Linked DNA regions of Triticum aestivum: region 2 is linked to region 1. The links are chromatin contacts, called in public Hi-C maps. All regions are on one chromosome and are shown on one strand. Each heading gives the region's core, a stretch centred on a gene start, on an enhancer-like site or on the middle of the called end of the contact. The rest is flanking DNA. Distances are from core to core; before and after follow the strand shown. Region 1 has its middle 38 kb from the start of LOC123077678. Region 2 holds the start of LOC123111428 (serine/threonine-protein phosphatase BSL1 homolog).

Region 1 (3,534 bases), core at 911-3,410:
AAGATACAGAACAGAAGATAAAACATAAAGATAAGTACTAAACCAAAATAACCAAGGACCTTCTTAATACAGAAAGACAAGGTGAAAGCAGGATAAGTACTAATGCTAAAAGCCTAATACAGTATTGATTTACTACAGAAAATGGAACTCAGAAAACTAATCAGGTAACAAGACACTGAAGGAGTTAATATCTGACCTTCGAGTTCAGATAACCGATGCTGGATGCAGGTATTGAAGCGTTCTTCTTTTAGAGCAGTCAACTTTGAGGACGACATGTGCGTCATTTGGTTTCTATATATAGAATCTTCAAGCTCTTGAATCAAGGTGGCTTCCTAAGAGGTAGAGGAAAAGGCCAGTTAAAGAATATTAACAAACCCTAAACCTCTAATAATAATAGAACAAAAGAGATAATATTTATGCCACTCGTTGTGTTCCTCCTTCTAGCATTACGTGTTTCTCTAGCCATTGTCATGTGGTCCAAGCCAAACAACCATCAACAGAAAGAATAAAAGAAAATTCAGAAGTGTATCAAGAAAATGCCAGATAATCAAGAAAAAAATCATGGATTGATCTGGACTGGAACTTCAGAAGAAGAAGATCAGTCTTAAACTTGTGTAGAAAAGTGACTCCAGAATTCTCCAGGTCATCCTGTATTTTTGTTTCTTATGAACTTCATGTGATTTTGTGGTGCTTTCCTTCATGGTAATTTCTTGTCAGGACAACAGAAAACTGGCATGGCTTTTTCCTAACCCAAGGTCGGGATCACAAACAGTGGCAGAAGGAGAAGTTTCTCGAAACAAGGGGGTGGGGGCAGAAGTATCTCAGATTAGTTATGACGGCAAACAACTTAACATATAAAGGAAGACAAGCAATTTATCCCATTTTCCATCTAACTCCCCTCATTAATGAGAATCAGTCTGATGGCAAGACAAAGTTCTCAAGGAAGTCCTAGATAAATATAGTGCATTTTGGAAATGAAGCTACATGTTTCTGATTCCATCGCGACATCAGAAGACCCTATCACCCAAACAAACAACATGATACCCAATCATCAAATGTCACTCAAGTTGTCCCAGCTGAGTGGCCAGCTAAATATATCTAGCACCAATCTTGTAGCCCCGGGATAATACAAGTTGATATGCCATAATCATGCGTTCGTCTTAAAGAGAATCAAGAGGGCGTCAGACAGAGAAATTTACTAACCCACACGCATTACAAAGCGCCAAAAGCTAACGCTCCCAATTGCACAAAGATGCAGCCCGAGTCGAACCCAAAATCCGTAGCACGAAGCCACGAACCACAGTAATTAATTATTTGGGACCACAGCTAAATCTCGCCAATTCCACAAACCCTAGCCAAACCACGCACCAGACCAAACCCCGGCACCAGAGTCCCCATCGAGCTACACGACGCCAGAGCATCCAACCGAAACGCGCCGCATAGTGGAGAAGCACCGGCACGCACCTCGGCCGCATCGACGGCGTCAGCGGGATCCCCCTCTCCGCCTTCATCCCCGACCAGCGACGGGCCCTCGGCCCCTTCCTCCTCCTCCTCCTGGTCCGCGTCTTCGCCGCCGTGGTAGATGGACGAGACCGCGCGCAGGACGGCGGGTGGAAGCGGGAGGTTGCGCGACAGAAGGTTGAGCGCCCCGATGAGGATCCTGGCCTGCTCCGCGTCGCCCCCGCCGGCCTCCTCGGGCGCGGCGACGGGCGGCGCGGGAGCTGGCGCGGCCACGGCCGCAGCCGCGTCCACGGACGCCGCCATCGCTAGGGTTTCCGCCTCCAGCCCGCGCGGAGCGGTGGAGGCAAGGCGGTGAGGCGGGGGCCTTCGTCCCCCACTTCCCGGTTCAAATCGGAGCGCGGCAACGGCCGCTCGAAGCCTTTGCGGGGGCTGCCTTTACGACTGGAGAGGGGGGCTGTGTTATGTTTTCGCGCGGTGTTGTCAGAGGGGAGGGGGAGCTTCTTCGGCTTCGATGGATCGATCGGGGTCGGGGAGGCAGGCGGGCGGGCGCCGGGGCGGGGTGGCTCTGCGCTTCGGATGGGGAATTTAGGTTTTCCTTTTCTCTTTCGCTTTTGTTTTACTACGTCGGGATAATATACGCCAGATCGGGTCGGTTCGGGCCGGGTTAGATTTGCGGGACCGAACTGCGGGCCTAAGCCGGGCTAAGCCCAGGTCCACACCAGCTTCGCCATTTTCTGCGTGTGCGCTAAGGAGAACGCACGTTATACTCAGAAAAACAAAATGGAGAACGCACGTGCTCCGCCGCCTGGTGAACGCCAAATGTACCGATTAAGTTGGACTGTGAATTCGTAAATCTTAAATGATATGCCGACTCAGTTTTTTGGAGGTGCTCATAGGGGGTAAGGTATGCGTGTGTCCGTTCATAGGGATGAGTGTATGCGTGTGTATATGAACGCTTGTGTCTGTACTGATGTTAAAAAAAATTCTGTTTACATAAAAATATAATCAAATAAAAAATGTTAGTACTATAAAGTTATAGAACTTGAGTGAAAATGGAGATAATCAGTGGCAGGTGGGTTTTTTTGTGTTGGTCATTTTTAGGGGGGGGGGGGGTTGTGTTGGGCGAATGGCAGGTTTTATTTATAACTTGATGATACAAAAATCAAATGCAACCAAGAAGTTAGGTGAACTTTTTGAAGGGCTTTTTTTAGAACTATATGCAAACCTGGGTAGAGAAACTATTTATTATTATCTACATTGCTCATAAATAGGATTGAATTGAATGTGATTGTATGGCAAATGTTAATCGTCCTATCTGACTTTTGAAGAAGGTGTGTCAAGTACACTTGATCGGGTTCGATAGACTTGGCATCCTGGTCGGTACAGAATTGCCCTCATGAACCTAAAGTTATCCTCGGACTTGAGGCAGAATAATGGCCCAGCCGACCTTTCCTAAGGAGTCGGTGCCGAGAAGGCGCATCGCAGCATGCAGTTTCACGTGTCAGTAAACTTGTACTCCTTGGGAAGCATGGGTGGCACGGCGTATCACCCTTGTTAATTCCCTGCTACACTCCCTTGCTGTCAAAACCCACATTATGTATCACGGTCCCTTCCTTGCCACATATGGCAGCCGATGCTCCACCACCCTAGTGCCCAATTCCATGCCCTCCCAGTAGTAGTTTCGCCATCGTTGGCTCGCTATCGTTACGATTGGGGATCACGACCTCTAGGAGACGCAAAAGATGCTCAAAGTTCCTTCTCGATTTGCTTCCAGCGGTAGTCGGACCGTAACGAACCATCATTGTTGTCGGGACGTCAACTGCACTAGCGGGGGCTTCAGCTGCTCACATGGCGGGGCCTTTGGCTACGTTTGGCCGCCCACCTCGTAGCTGCATCGAGGATTTTTAATGCTCACCCCATTTTTTTCTTTGCTCCGGCGGTATCCATTCTAGCCTCGCCGACATCCCTTCCACATCCGTCGGCAGCAGTCCAACCTTGACAGAACGATGTAAGTACAACTAACCTCGGCTTTGCTCCGCACATGTAAACCGATGGACGACTCGTCTGTCATAA
Region 2 (3,394 bases), core at 488-2,987, 510 kb after region 1:
GTCATCATCAATGCCTCCACCATTTACCACCCAGATGTGCAGAGAACCAAAAGATGTATGTAATATGATCACAATTATAGACCGTATGCATCATTGATAGGTGGGAAACCATGAGACAATCTCACTATTATCTCATAGTATTGCTCCAGCGTATCATTCTAAAAGTATGGTTTATTACTGTATCAACCACTCGAGATCTAATTGGATACTCTGTGAGTTTGCATACGAGTATATATTAAACACCCTTCTCTTGTTTTCTTAGAAAAGGAGAATCAACTCATGGCCTCTGCATCACTTATGCACACAATTATTTATTAATATTATCTAACAATGCCATGTAAAGCCAACATTGATGCCGAATGAGTTGCTTAAAGAAAATATCCGCTTCACGACAGTATTCCCCAAACCTAGCACAGACACCATGACACATGATTGAGCAATAACTACTCCTTGGCAAATCCTTCAGAAAGGCATCACCACACACACGTGGATGTTGACGGATCCAACCAAAGGTTGCACTTGGGATTTTCCCAACACCTTCAACAAGGGCACGACGCACCCCATGTCGACGTTGCCATCTCAAGACGAAGATAGGGGATCACGGGTTTTCACCTTGGATGCACACACTTGTTGTCGAAACCATAGTTGCCAACAACCGTTATACTAGTTGGCGATGACTCATTAGTCCCACTGTCGTGAGATGTCGGATACCACCCATGCCGCTAGAGAAAACACTCGAAGTAGGTAGATGGCTTTGCCGTCTCTGCTTTCGGACATTGCCGCACCGCCTCCAATCTTTGTCGGTGACGAAGATTGGGATGCTGGATGTAGGGTTACGGCCAAATGGGACAGCTGCCGCAGCCACCTTGCATATCTGCCGACCACATTCCAAAGCCGTCGTCCAAACGCTCACCACCACAGGTCAGACTCCTAGGCGGGAGCGACAATAAGTGAGAGTGAAGATGGACCGCAAATAGGGCTATCACCCGTTGTAGCCCCTCCGGCCCTAACGCACACACGCCAAATCTAGGCGCCATCTTGCCACAATGCCACCGTGTCTCCAACCGCCTCCACCCCACCATTCCTGCTATGACCATGGCCACATCGTCCTGGGCGCCGCCGCCGTAACCGTGCCACTCGCCACCGCCACCGCCACAAGCAAATCACCTTCCCATGTGACATTTACATGGGGCTGACTTGAGAGTTCTAGTTTGCATTCCTACAACTAGCTGACTAGCCATGCTCCATCGAGTTGACGATGATCTCCGCCGCACCGTCGCGGCCAGCCCCCGCCATCGTGGCCGTGGCACTCCCCCCCTCCACCAGCCTGCTCACCTGTCAGGATGTCTCTCTCTGTGGGTTTCCCTACACGTTCCAATCCAAAAGGAGAAACCTTTGTGAACTGTACCTATTCGAAAAGGCAACCAGTTATAAAGTCAGCCAGCCGGGCCGGTGGGGCCCACAGCCCACCCGGCGGCGGCCGTGCCTACCATTCATCCCTCGCCTCGCCAGCCCCTCCCTCCTTCCGTTGTGTACTTCCCTCCCCACCTCTGAGCTGTAGATGATGACGAAGGCCCCCATTGACTCCCCCAGCGCCCGCACCCGCGCACCATTTACCCCCGCCCACCGACACCCCGGCCCCACCGTATTAACCCCCTCCCACCGCCACCCCAGCCCCACCGTATTACCGCACACCCCGGCCCCCGCTGTCGCCTCTCTCCGCGTCCAGTGCGAACTGCAGTACTACTCTTCTCTTCTCTCCCAGCCGTTTCTCTTTCTCTCCTCACTCCCCACCTCCTCGGATCCCAAGCTGCGGGCTGCGTCTGCGTCGGCGCCGTCGCGGCTGCAGCCTAGGGTTTAGCGCGGGGAGTGGGGAAGCTAGGGTTTGGGTCCGACGAGTTGGGGCGGCGATGGGGACGGCGGGGAAGGGCGCGTGGGTCGTGCCGGCGCCGGCGTACAGGGAGGTGGAGGGGTGGGAGGGGTCGGGGGACGACTCGCCGGGCTACAGGTGCGGCCACTCCCTCACCGTCATCGCGCCCACCAAGGGCCACGGCCCGCGCCTCATCCTCTTCGGCGGCGCCACGGCGATCGAGGCCGGCGCGACCTCCGGCCTCCCCGGCATCAGTTCGGTGCCCCTTTTCTCTCCCCTCTCGCGCGCGCTGTGCTCGAGTTGAAATTCTCCTTCTGTTGTGCTCTAATGGTGGGTTTTTGGTCTTGGACTGAAGGGCTCGCGGGGGTGACCAACACGGTGCACTCGTACGACGTGGACAAGCGGAGGTGGACGAGGTGAGGCCGCTGCTCGACCCAGATTTTTGCTATGCTGCTTCGTCGGACGGCATAATTATAGCTCAATTTTGAGTCATATTCTGTTGCGGAGGCTGAATGTATAGATTGCGTCCGATCACTGGTACCTGTGTCTGGTTGTGTCAAATGTGGTGAACTCTGTATCTTATGTTCGAGCTCACCAGCAGTTGTTACGATTATATGCTTTACATACATCAGTTACTTTGCTTGGCGTTATTCGGTAGGCAAGCCGAATGGACTCGCAACGGTATATTCGTTAGGCAATCCGAATGGACTTGTAAAGCTAGATTAGAATGGACTCGTAATGCTTGACTTGGAACGGTATATTCGTTAGATTAAGTTCTACGTGCCTGCAGGTTACATCCAGCTGGAGAGCCTCCATTTGGCTTCATTACAAGGCATAATTCTGGGTCAATTTTAAGTCATTTCTTGTTGGGGAGGCTAAATGTGTAGATTGTGTCCGATTATGGGTTGTATTTGTGTCTTGTTTGGTTAAATGTGGTGAACCCTGTATCTTATGTTTGAGCTCACTAGCAATTGTGCACAATTATATGCTTTCCATACATCAGTTACTTAGCTGGGCGTTATTTGTTTGGCAAGCCAAATGGACTCGTAACAGTATATTCGTCACGCAAGCCGAATGGACTCGTAACGGTATATTTATTATGCAAGCCGAAATGTACTCTTAATGGTAGATTCGTTAGGCAAGTCGAATGGACTCACAATGCTAGATTCGTTTTTCGTAATGCTAGAATTGTATGGATTCGTAACGGTATATTCATTAAATTAAATTCTACATGCCTGCAGGTTACATCCAGCTGGAGATCCTCCATCTCCAAGGGCTGCACATTCTGCTGCTGCTGTGGGCACCATGGTTGTTTTCCAGGTATGAGGAACTTGGTATTTTTGAGTTTCGATTTGGTGCCATCCAACTTAGTTCAGTGGTGAGTGGTGCAATGTCTGTGCAGGGTGGGATTGGACCAGCGGGGCATTCGACAGACGATCTGTATGTGCTTGATCTGACAAACGACAAGTTCAAATGGCACCGGTGAACACAAAGATACTTTTTTTTTGCTTGTTTGTCAGTTTG

Evidence for each region. Hi-C and Micro-C count contacts between places; a contact is called where the count stands out from the background.
Region 2: a Hi-C map of leaf shows a contact between it and region 1, with 6 times the contacts expected there. The contact joins the promoter of LOC123111428 here to the enhancer-like site in region 1. A contact is called at or near these places in 3 of 5 Hi-C or Micro-C datasets (leaf and an unstated tissue).

The regions. Positions count from the first base shown.
Region 1 is chr1B:124,743,496-124,747,029 of IWGSC CS RefSeq v2.1, forward strand. It overlaps the pseudogene LOC123111419. Among protein-coding and RNA genes, the nearest start is that of LOC123077678, 38 kb to the left of the region's middle. Within about 2 kb of position 2,161, at least 3 of the 8 cell types and tissues checked have an H3K27ac peak or open chromatin away from gene starts, as enhancers often do. A contact at or near this core is called in leaf, where this site is marked.
Region 2 is chr1B:125,255,037-125,258,430 of IWGSC CS RefSeq v2.1, forward strand. It overlaps LOC123111428 (serine/threonine-protein phosphatase BSL1 homolog), which reads left to right and starts at 1,738. Exons shown (of 21, transcript XM_044532236.1): 1 at 1,738-2,124; 2 at 2,226-2,286; 3 at 3,112-3,190; 4 at 3,273-3,352. The coding sequence starts at 1,911.